Linked DNA regions of Mus musculus: region 2 is linked to region 1. The links are chromatin contacts, called in public promoter capture Hi-C maps. All regions are on one chromosome and are shown on one strand. Each heading gives the region's core, a stretch centred on a gene start, on an enhancer-like site or on the middle of the called end of the contact. The rest is flanking DNA. Distances are from core to core; before and after follow the strand shown. Region 1 holds the start of Kpnb1 (karyopherin (importin) beta 1). Region 2 holds the start of Eif1 (eukaryotic translation initiation factor 1).

Evidence for each region. Promoter capture Hi-C pulls out the DNA fragments that hold promoters and counts their contacts.
Region 2: a promoter capture Hi-C map of pre-B cells shows a contact between it and region 1, with 10 times the contacts expected there. The contact joins the promoter of Eif1 here to the promoter of Kpnb1 in region 1. A contact is called at or near these places in 1 of 39 promoter capture datasets (pre-B cells) and 1 of 484 Hi-C or Micro-C datasets (CD8 T cells).

What each region holds. Positions count from the first base shown.
Region 1 is chr11:97,184,588-97,190,508 of GRCm38.p6, reverse strand. It overlaps Kpnb1 (karyopherin (importin) beta 1), which reads left to right and starts at 2,617. Exons shown (of 22, transcript NM_008379.3): 1 at 2,617-2,963; 2 at 3,062-3,120; 3 at 5,400-5,582. The coding sequence starts at 2,924.
Region 2 is chr11:100,317,756-100,323,676 of GRCm38.p6, reverse strand. It overlaps Eif1 (eukaryotic translation initiation factor 1), which reads right to left and starts at 3,728. Exons shown (of 4, transcript NM_011508.2): 1 at 3,517-3,728; 2 at 2,848-3,011; 3 at 2,628-2,729; 4 at 1,578-2,360. The coding sequence starts at 3,547. The coding sequence ends at 2,316.

The DNA of each region.
Region 1 (5,921 bases), core at 1,368-3,867:
GCAATTCGTGCTTTTAACCACAGAGACATCTCTCCAGTCCCTACTATTTGAGAGAGGGTTTCATGTAGCTCAGATCAGCCAAACATGACCTTGAACTTTCCTCCTGATCCTATATCTACTTCTCCAAGGCACCCATTCCTGTGGACTGATAAAACTACGGAGGACTGCTAGTTAATGCACTAAGCAACCCCTCTGATATACATTCCCAGCTTCCCCATCATTGACTTAAAGCCACACATACAGAGCAGTCCTCCTAGTTGAGAGCAAAAGGTTGGGGTTAGGGAGCTGATAAGCTAGAGGAAATCACTAGGTAAATTATTGAAATACTGTATGAGGAATGATGGGCCTACATTTCTTTCTTTCTTACCAGGCTGGCCTCAAACTCAAGAAATCTGCCTGCCTCTGCCTCCCAAGTGCTGGGATTAAAGGCGTCCACTACCAAGCCCAGCTCTTTTTTATTTTTTTAAGATTTAATTATTATATGTGAGTACACTGTAGCTGTCTTCAGACACTCCAGAAGAGGGCGTCAGATCTCTTTACGGATGGTTGTGAGCCACCATGTGGTTGCTGATATTTGAACTCAGGACCTTCGGAAAAGCAGTCAGTGCTCTTATCCGCTGAGCCATCTCTCCAGCCGGGCCTACATTCCTTGTTGCAAAACTTCAAGTTTCTATAGCATTAAGTCTGCCTTTTGTCTTGAGAATCAGAGTTACGGAGGCACAGGACCAGCATGCTTCTGCATGTAGGTGTGTGCACATGCTTACAGTGGAGAGAGAGCACCATGGGTAATTCCAGCACTCAGGACTCCAAGGAAGGGAGGCTACAGAAATATTGAAGCCAGTCTGAGATACATATTGAGTTCTAGGCTAGAGATCCTGTCTGAAAGAGGCAGAACAGAATAAACTCACAAAAAAGAAAAATCGAATTACATTCTAATGAATACATTACAATAGAACTCATTTCCTGGGCAATCTTGGTGGCCCATGCCTTTAATCCCAGCACTCTGAAGGCAGAAGCAGGTGGGTCTCTGAGTTCAAGGCCAGCCTAATCTACAGAATGAGTTCCAGGACAGCCAGGGCTATACAGAGAAACCACCTGGCTCCGCCCCCCCCCACCGTGGGGGGAGGGGGGCAACCCAACCCAACCAACAAATCACAGCCAAACAAAAATTATGCTTGCATAGTAAACAAAAAAATCTTTCTTAAAATCAGGATAAGATGTGGAAGTATTCAGAACATATCTATACATGAAGCCATTGGAAACATACATTACAGGCAGAAAATACACACAATTAAAAAACCCCACGAGGCTATGACTTTAAGTGTTTCAGAGAACACTAAATCCCAAGTTTCCAAAGTGTGGCTAGTGTAGGGCAATTTCTTTACACCTTAAAAACAATACAATTTACATGCTATTTTGACCCATATGCTCCTAATCCCCCCATGACTTGCAGCTGGGTATCCAAATGAGGGGAGGGGAATGTTAAGCAACTATATGCAACGTATTTTTATCTTGTTTGTTGTATTTGTTTTTTGTTTTTGAAACAAGATCTCAGACTGTAGTTCAGGCTTCGGGATACTGAGATGGCAGGTGTGTCGCTACAGCTCGTCAATGCACACGTTCTTTATATAATACTACACAGATCTTGTAAACGAAGTCTGGACATCAAAGCTTTATGGGAACTGCTAAGTGGTCTAAGGACGCGCCTCCGCGAAACTTTGTTAACAGTCCAGGGCCCCGACGGGGTCTCCAAGGGCAATTAGGGGCGCCTGAAGCCAGCTCTGCTCGAGTCTGGAATGGGCTGTGTGACCTTGGACAGGCTCCACTCTCTCTCTGGGCTTCAGTTTGCAAATCCGCACGTTGGAAGGTGAACCACGTGGTTCTCATGGTCCGGTTCCGCACAGAGCGCGGCAGCAAGCCGACCTCACCATGAAGGCAGCTTCCTGTGGGCGCGGCGCAGGACTTTAACGGTTCCCGTCCCCGCCCCCTCCGAGGCCCGCGAAAGGCTCGCTTTCCGTACACCGCGGCGAGTGACGGCTCTCCGTAGCGCGCAGTCCGAGCCACTCGCGCGCAGCTCCGCCCCACCCCGGAGGCGTCCCGTCGTGCTCCGCGCCAGACTCCTAAGAGCCTGGGCGCCTCCCGCCTTTCCGCGCGGCGGCGACCCCGAACTCCTCGCTTCAGTTCTCCCGGCGCCCCGTCCTATCAACGTCCAGGATCCCAGCCAATCCGACGCGCCTGGAGCCTTTACCTTCCGCCCACCCTTCTCCCCGCGCACAGCCGGGCTGAGCCCGAAGGCCTTTACCGGGCCAGCCCAATCAGCGGCGCGCTCTTACCTGCCCCACCCCAGAGCCCCTCCCCTCGACCAATAAGCACGCCCCATCCCGCTGCCCGCCCAGCCAACCGGACCTTGAAGCCCGCAGGCCAATGGGCGCGTGGCGGCCCTTCAACGCTAGCCGTCCGGCCAATCGGGGGTTCCGCGTGGCCCCGGCCGTAGCCAATCGCTGGGCAGCGCGGTGCCGCCGCGGAGAGGTCCGGCAAGGATATCCCTCCGCCTCCCTCCCTCGATCTCTCTCCCTCCCTGCGATCCGCCTCTCACTCACTCACTGCCGCCCTTCCTTTCTCCCTCCGCCGCCCGAGCAGCAGCCGCGCTCCGAGCTGCCCCCGGGGTCCCTCCCCCGCCGCCAGAGGAGCAGCTGCTGCCGCCTAGCACATTAGGAGGGCGGAAGGAAGGAAGGAGAGCGGGGAGGAAGGGGAGCCGGAGCGCCTGGCCAGAGGCAGCCGGTGAATGGGCTTGTGGTGACCCCCACCCCCCACCCCACCCTCCCTTCCCACCCGACCCCCAACCCCCATCCCCAGTCGGAGCCGCCGCCCGACAGGCCGGGCCGCCGTCTTGCGAGGAGTCCCCGCCGCCGTCACCTCCGCCATGGAGCTCATAACCATCCTCGAGAAGACCGTGTCTCCGGGTAGGACTCGGGGCCGGGGGGTCGGGCCGAGGTGACCGGGGTGGGGGAGGGGGTGGCCCCTCTGACCCCGCTGCCTCTCCCCCCATCTCTCCCGGCAGATCGGCTGGAGCTGGAAGCGGCGCAGAAGTTCCTCGAGCGTGCGGCCGTGGAGAATCTGGTGCGTGCCGCCCCGCCGCGCCCCATCCCGCCGCGTCCCCATCCCTGCGTGCGGCCCTTCCCGCCCTCCTGGAGGCCCAGGCCTCAGGAACCCACCCCGCCCCAGCTCGTCCCCCTACCCCCCCGCCCGGCCCAACCTAACCCCGCCATCGGGAAGCCGGTGGGTGTGTCCCGCCCCGAGCCCCGCGTCTGGCCAATAGCGAGGCGCGCCGGGGTGATCGCCGTCCAATCGCCACGCGGCCTGAGGGCGGCGGTGCTGCGGGAGGGAGAAAGAGGGAGGGAAGGGAAGTTAGGTTGCATGGCGCTGCGTGTTCAGCAAGGGTGGGGGTTGGGGAGCCGGGCCTAGGGGCCATGTGGAAGCTCTGCGCCCTGCCGCCTGCCTTGTACTGGCTGCGGCCGGCCTCTCCTTCCTGTCCCCTGGTTTTGAGGCAGTATGCAACTACTTCCCAGAGCCCTACCCTTCCCCAGCTCCCTTGGTCTGTGCTCATGGCCACGCCTGGCACCCGACCACCTCTGGACCCATTGCCACAATTTTTTTCTTTTTCTTGCCCATTATTATCCCATTCCTGGTCTAAGTGCACGAATGTTCTGTTTGGACTTAGGTTTTCAGAGAACTCATCTTTAAGGATCTCAGGCTGAGGCTCATTTCTGAGATTGAGCCTATTCTCTGATAAATCACAAATGTAACCCCGTTTTTCATACTTTCGGATTTAAGAAGTACATTTGAGAAAAGAAAAAGTGACTGACTTTTGTATAGGAAAATGTGGGATTATTGAAGCAGCCTATTGCCAGAATGTTTCTCCTCTCCTTTTTGGGGGAAGGGGAGGGAAGCGTGGATGATATGGAAAGTCTCTTTAAAGGTAGGAAGTTTTAAAAAGTGAAAAAAAACATTGTAACCCAATGTCCTTTGTGAGAGCTTTGCAAAATAGTAACATCCATACAGCGACATATCTGATTTGTACTGACCACTTTTGGTGGAGAGGTAAGCGACTTGTGTTAAGGTTTTTTTATCTCACACCTTTCCAAGCATTTCCTTTTTAGTGTAGACTGAGAATTCTGCTCATAGTATATTCTTGGTTTTGCTTTTGCTACTTTGCAAGAAGCCCTTTTTCCTGCTCCTAACTCTTCAGTGGCACAGAATAGAAATTGGAGAATTGTGTTCTGAGCCTACTGTAGAGTTTGCTTACATTGAGAATTATCTCCTGTGTTTGAAGAGTTTGCTAACACTAAAAAAAGTGTCTACTTTGGCCTTCTATAACATTCCTGATTGGACAGATTACGTACAGGCCCACCCCCCTGTGTGTGCCTCTGTATGCTCAGAAAGAGGAAGGGGGGTGTTATAGATGATTATCTTTTGGACCTGTATTTCAAAACATAGATTTTTGGATGATTCATTGTTAGTTCACATTAGGTCCAAAACACCATAGGCTCCCTGGTATGTTCTGCTTCTAAATGAAGCCAGTTTTTTTTTTTTTTTCCCCTCTCTCTTTTTTTTTTTTTTTTTTTTGGGCGGGGGGGAGTCAAGACAGGATTTCTCTATATAGCCCTGACTATCCTGGAACTCACTTTCTGTAGACCAGACTGGTCTCCCAACTCTGAAATCCACCTGCCTCTGCCTCCTAAGTGCTGGGATGAAACCAATTTCTCTTGACAATTCATCATTCACATTGTCATATTCTTTCAATTTCTGAAAACTAGTTAACACTTTGGCTTACAGATCCCTTTTGTTGAACATGCAGAACTAAAACACGGAGGACTCGGTCTTACATGTATGTTAGACTGGCACACATATGTTAGAAAGGATGCCTTACATGAGATCACAGGGCTGTCCTGATGTTTTTGAACAAGATTTTTTTTTTTTTAATATACTTTTCAAGAATTCTTTTCGTTGAGCTGATTTGCAGTACTGGACATTGTTGTACATGCTTGGAGAAAGTTGTCACTAGGATTGCCGTGTCACCAGGCATCGACTTGCCTTTAATTCTGGGGAGATATTTATTAGACTTGGGCTCAAAACATGTTCTTGATAGGAGGAATCTGTTTCTTCATATAGCAGGTGACTTGTCCTTGAAGTGGCTTTTGTTGCTTAGTCAGGCCTTAACTTTTTGAACCCAAGGAAACCTCTTCAATGTTGAGTCTAGGCAGGTACTATTTCAAAGAGAGATTTCCCAGTTTCCTGAGATACCTTGATTTGATCTAAATTTTGTGTGCTTCTCTAGTTTAGTACTTTATAAGCAAGGGGAAATTGCTAATATGCTTGCAAATGCACCTTCTCCACAGCCCACGTTCCTTGTGGAACTGTCCAGAGTGCTGGCAAACCCAGGAAACAGTCAGGTTGCCAGAGTTGCAGCTGGTCTACAAATTAAGAACTCTTTGACATCGAAAGATCCAGATATCAAGGCACAATACCAGCAGAGGTGGCTCGCTATTGATGCTAATGCTCGACGGGAAGTCAAGAACTATGTAAGTGACTGTCCAATCCTTGATGTCACATGGTCTAAGGAACAGCATTGTAAGGGAGTGTTCATTTACCTGGCATAGAGCATGACAGATTTCTGAGACCTCAACTTTAACTGAATGTAAAAATTTATTCTGATTAGTCTCTTGGTGTGGAAATGGGTGTTTGGTGTGTTGTTGGGTTCAGCTTGCTAAGGTGACCTGCAGCAGCTTGGGAAACTTTAGTTGGGTCTCTTAAAAGATTTCACTCCTGAAGTACTGGGAGTGCCACACTGCACTCCGGGGTATCTTTGAGTGTGTAACAAGGTGTTAAGTAGCCCAGTCCATCCTCGGTTTTATTAAAGG
Region 2 (5,921 bases), core at 2,479-4,978, 3.1 Mb before region 1:
CTATAGCTGTACAGATGGTTGTGAGCCATCTTGTGGTTGCTGGGAATTGAATTCAGGACCTCTGATCACTCTGGCCAAAAGATTTTATTAAGGATGGTTGTGAGCCACCATGTGGTTGCTGGGATTTGAACTTAGGATCTTCGGAAGAGCAGTCAGTGCTCTTAACCTGAGCCATTTCCCCAGCCCTTAAGTTGGCTGGTTTTTTTTTTTTTTTCCCTATTCTTTTTATTTTTTTTTTAATATTTATTTATTTATTATATGTAATTACACTGTAGCTGTCTTCAGACACTCCAGAAGAGGGCATCAGATTTCATTACGGATGGTTGTGAGCCACCATGTGGCTGCTGGGATTTGAACTCAGGACCTTTGGAAGAGCAGTCAGCGCTCTTAACCACTGAGCCATCTCACCAGCCCTTTTTTCCCTATTCTTGCTGGGTATGGAAACCTAGGGCTTCAGAAATGCTAGGCAAGTGCCCTATTACTACCAGATATTCCCAGTTCTATTGATCTTTTAGATTTTGCAAAGTTACTTTATAGCCCAGGCAGGCTTGGGGAACTGAGATCACAGGTGTGTGCCATTAGGCCTGATTTTTTATAAGTATAAAAGAAATGGGCTAGCACTAAGTACTGTGTACTACTGTGTACTTTTTTTTTTTTTTTTTTGGCTTTTCGTGACAGGGTTTCTCTGTGTAGCCCTTGCTGTCCTGGAGCTCACTCTGTAGACCAGGCTCGCCTTGAGCTCAGAAATCTGCCTACCTCTGCCTCCCTCCCAAGTGCTGGGATCAAAGGTGTGTGCCACCACTGCCTGGCTTTTTATTATCTTACTGTGTACATTTTATTTTCTCATGTACTAGGACTGTACTTTGCCTTTTCAACAGAACCTGAGACATCTGTCAGCATTTAGAGCAGTTTCAGCCAAGCAGTAGTGCACAGCTTTAAATTTCAGCACTCTGGAGGCAGGGGCAGGTAGATTGGGAGTTTTAGGCCAGTCTGGTATATAAGAGCTCCGGAACAGATAGGACTAGGATAGTTCCTCAAAAAGTTGTGTGGAGCTTGGGACCATGGGGTATCAGAACTTGTGGGAGTGGGGACCTTCTACTCCTGAGATCCACAACTTTGCTTGCCTTATGCCCTCAGGATTTCCAACGCAGGACTAAACACAAGGACTAGACTACAGGCAGCTTTATACTTCCCAAATGCTGACCCAGGATGACCATCATTTGGGGATCCTCATTCTCCCTACACTTCAATACTTTGCAAGGTCAGGCGGCCACCTTTTAGAGCCAGTTCTCTATCATATAGGTCCCCAGGATCAAATTCACTACAAAATCCAACATGGCTAGTTTAATCCTGCCCTAGAATTCAAGCTGAGTGTTACAAAGCAGCCCCCCCCCCCACGTTACTAAGATAGCCCAACAGCCACAGGGCTCCAGCTGCTTTGTAAGCATATCAGCTCCAGAATGAATTCCATCTGTGTTGATAAGTGATGGGCACAGCTCTGGTAAATGCTTCCCAACTGAGCCTGTCTTTGTGATCCCTCTCTGTATGTAGCTTGACCAAGTGCAATCTGGACATCAGGCGTTTCTGAAAACAAGCTTTATTTAAATAAGGATTTAAATACATTACATAACATTGAAACTGGAGGGGGAAAGAAAACCAAAAGACCAGCTTGTTCCTTCACATGGCACTGGCTCGTACTGAGTTGAAGCCTCTACAGCTAGCCACACAGCCAATGGCACCAGCTTGGCATTTGTTCCGGGCTGGCCTCACCCTTCATGTCGCAACACCTCCCGGCTAGGATAGATCTGCTTCAAAAGACCACCCTGGTGGTGAACTAAATGTCCATGACTTCTCTGGAAAGGTAGCCCTTTCTGAATTCTACCTGGTCAGATACCAGGGCCAGAGACTCCCTCTAGTGACATAGCTGGGGCAGTGTTACCCATTCTGTTCAAGTGGTGACACTCTCCTAGGGCAGGGGACTCTGTCCAGGGAGCCCCAAGGAGCCTCTGGTCAGACATAGCCTCCTGTGATCTTGGGGTTCTTGGCTTGGCTGAAACCTTGTCATTGCTTTGTTCCAGGGTGGACACTGCCAGGGCTTACTGCTCAACCTGTTTAAATGAGGGACTTCAAGACTACACAGCATGGCTCTTTTCAGTTTATTGCATGAAGGAGTTACACTAGTCCAAGTTAAAAGCGGACCCCAAATGATTACATTATACAAGCTGTGAGGTTTTTAAACTTGTGACAAGGGACAGAAGGGAAATTCTACTCATTGCAAGGAAATCCTCACTTAAGCTTCAGAGAGCCACAAGCACTTAAAACCCATGAACCTTCAGCTGATCGTCCTTAGCCAGCCCAATCTGCAAAAAGAGGACAAGGGAGAGGGACAGGTTACATGACGTCAACAGATTCTCCCATATACACCTTGCAAGGAGTCCCAATAAAGAAGAGTACTTCAGTCTATCCCAGTAGACACAATGGTTCAATTGACCACTGTTACTAAAACTTCCCTATGCCACCCCCAAGTACTGTTTGAAAGTGGGAATGTCTACATGTATTTAAAAGCTCAACTGTAAGGATTAGAAATTCAGGAAACCCATAATGCATTGAGGGCGGCCTAAACTCACCTCTATCAGGAACTGGCATATGTTCTTGCGCTGGTCACCCTGTAGCTGAATTACTTCTCCATATTCTGGATGCTCAATTACAGTACCATTGCAGGCAAATTTCTGCAAGGACAAAAGGATGCAGCATCTAAGAGGCCATGCCATCAACACGGACTCCCTTGACGTTTGCACCCTCTCCCTTGGTAGACCATACAACGTGCTCTCTCCACAGCAGACCCACCTTCTTAAACGCCTTCACTAGTTTCTTTTTATCGTAATCATCAGCGATCCCTTGGACAGTGGTAAGGGTCTTCCTGCCGTTTCTCTGTTGAATTCTTATATGGATATAATCCTCAGTGCCAGCAGGAAGCAGGTCATCACCCTTACTTGCATCAGCAAAGGGGTCTGTGAAGAAATAATCCGGAGGTGTCCTTTGTTGTCCCTCCGGGAACTGGCCAGTACTAGAGCTAGCTTTCTGCTCTAGGCCAGCCCTCCCGCCAAGGCTGATCACGTGCTGGAGAGACCTAGTGGGCAGGCAGCGCCCCACCCGGCTGATGCAACCTACCGGAAGCCAGGCTCCCGAGGCGGGGCCTTCCCTCCCAGCTCCGAGACAACGACGGTGACGTAGAGGACATGACGCAGGGGTGGCGGGAGGGGGCGGGTGTGGCTCGCCGAGAGGCAGGAGCCATTAGTAAATGCGCCACCCGAGACGCCGGGCCCGCCCAAGGGCTCACCTCCCACCCGTTTCTTCCGGGCACCCTCAGAGGTCGACCCTGGGCGCAGATCTCGGTTCCACGGGCATCACCACCCCTCCAGCCCGAGCTAAGATGGGCTCGCCGCGCTCGGCGGCTCTCCGAGCTCCGACCCCGCCACCCCCCCCCCAGGCCCGCGCGACCTTCCCCAGGCTCACCGAAAGAGTGGAGGTTCTGGATAGCGGACATACGATACGATTCCTTTTCCTCGGTGGAAACGGCCTGCGGAAGGCGGCTGCGGGAGAAGGCGGGCGGGGGGGACGGAGCGTCGGGAAGCGAGGGGGCTCGAGGGGGAGGCAGCTGAGTCCTCGGCGGCGGCTCAGTGACTGGGGCGGAGGGGCGGCGCCTGTATTCACTTATATAGCCGCCCCTGTGACGCCAGCGCGCTGCCCTCACGTCTCGGCCCCACCCATGGAGTCAAGCTCCCGGACGCCCGAGCGCTGCGGCTTCCTATTGGTCGGGGGGCGGAGTCAAGGCTTGACGCGTGCGCACTGGGTTTGGCCTGGAAAGGATGTTCTGTTGACTCAGGGAGGGGCGAGAGGGGGGAGGGAAAGCTTGGTCCGCCTGCGCGCTTGCGCAGTGGGCATGGTAGTTGTCTGAGCGGCCGCGAAAACTGGCGGAGGTTTCGAGCGCGCCTGCGCCTACCGCACGTTCTACCATCTTGACCCTGTTGGGGTCCTGGCACTAGCTCTGAGATGGGTCTTAGGGTGAGGATCGATTTGCTTTAAAGGGTAATTACGTGCGGGTCCTCCAAAATTCGACTGATCCAGCCACCCATCAACCTACCCTTCTCTGCACGTATTCACAGATATAGCCATTTAATCAGCATAAAATAACGTGATCAAAATTTGGACCTTATATAGGGTATCATTTGGATTAGCATGTTTTAAAATTGGTAACCAAAAATTATTATTTAGATTAATTCTTCTAAGGAAGGAAGTAGTCCCTTAGGTAGGAGTGGGGACCCCAGGAAAAAAATGTCCAAGCCTCACAGGATGCCTTTTGTCCTACAAGCCTGTGTGTGAGGTAAAGCCTTTGTAGAGTCTAGGTGAATATTTTTTTCAAAGCAGTTAACCTTTCTTTTTGTTTTTTCAAGACAGGGTTTTGGCTGTGCTGGAACTCTATAGACCAGGCTGGCCACATGGGGTCTGCTTTTGCCCCATGAGTGGTGGGATTAAAGGCAAGTGCCACCGCGCACACCTTTAATCCCAGCACTTGGGAAGCAGAGACAGGCGGATTTCCGAGTTCGAGGCTAGCCTGGTCTACAGAGTGAGTTCCAGGACAGCCAAGGTATACAGAGAAACCCTGTCTCGAAAAACCGAAAAAAAAAAAAAAAAAAAAAAAGAGACAGCCAAGTGTGATGTAACTGGGTTTGTGGGGGCCAATAGGAGAACCAGAGGCTGATAACTACTGTGTCAGACTTTATTCAAATGCTCCCCAAAGAGTGGGTGCTTTATATAAAATCTCTTAACTTAAAAATACTGCCAACTTCTAGGTATGGTGGTACATCCCAGCTCTCAGGAGAAGGAAGCCAGAGGAAAAAGTTCAAGGTCAAGTGAATTCAGTACTAGACTGGCTACTGTCTCTGAAGAACCAGAAAAATAGGCCGGGTGTGGTGGGGCACGCCTTTGATCTTAGCACTTGTGAGGCAGAGGCTGGCAGATAGATGCCTGCGAGTTTGAGACCCAGCAGATCTATACAATGAGACTTTCAAAACAAGAAACTGCTGGATGGTGGCACACACCTTTAATCCCAGCACTTGGGATGCAGAGGAAGGTGGATTTCTGAGTTAGAGGCCAGCCTGGTCTACAAAGTGAGTTCCAGGACAGCCAGGGCTATCTATACAGAGAAACACTGTCTCGAAAAAAAAAAAAAAACAAACAAAAAACCAAAAGGCCCAAAACAAATACAACAGAGAAAAAAAATGCCAAAAAGCACCACACAATTCCAACAAAAACTTGCAAGCTTAGTCAGGTGTGGTGGCACACGCCTTTAGTCCCAGCACTCAGGAGGCAGAGGTAGGCAGATCTCTGAGTTCAAGGCCAGCCTAGTTTATAGAACAAGTCCCAGGACAACCAGGGCTGTTTGTTACCACAGAGAAACACTGTCTCTTAAAGCAAACAAACCAAACTAAACTAAAACAGCAACAGTAAAAACTTGTGTGCTGGCCTCGTGAACAGTCAGTTTATGCACAGGTCATCAGTCTCCCTGACCTCCTGGACAGGCAGAAAATAAACAGACTAATAATACTGGGTCGAGAGAGGTGCTGGGGAAAGAATTGAGCTGGTGTGACAAGTGCCACAGACCCAGGCTGCTCCTTCAGATGAGCTGGTTAGATAAGACCGGTAAGGCGGTGGCATCGTGGCCTGAGTTTATAAGATGCTGTGGAGCAGGGCAGAAACTCATCAAACAGAACATTCCCCAGGGAGGAAAAGGTGGACATGAAAGGATTTTATTGAGGGGGGGGGTGTCCTGGGGATTGAGTCCAAGGGTCATGCTGGGCAAGTAGTCCTGAGAGGTGTTTTGTTTTGTTTTGTTTTGTTTTGTTTTGTTTTGTTTTGAA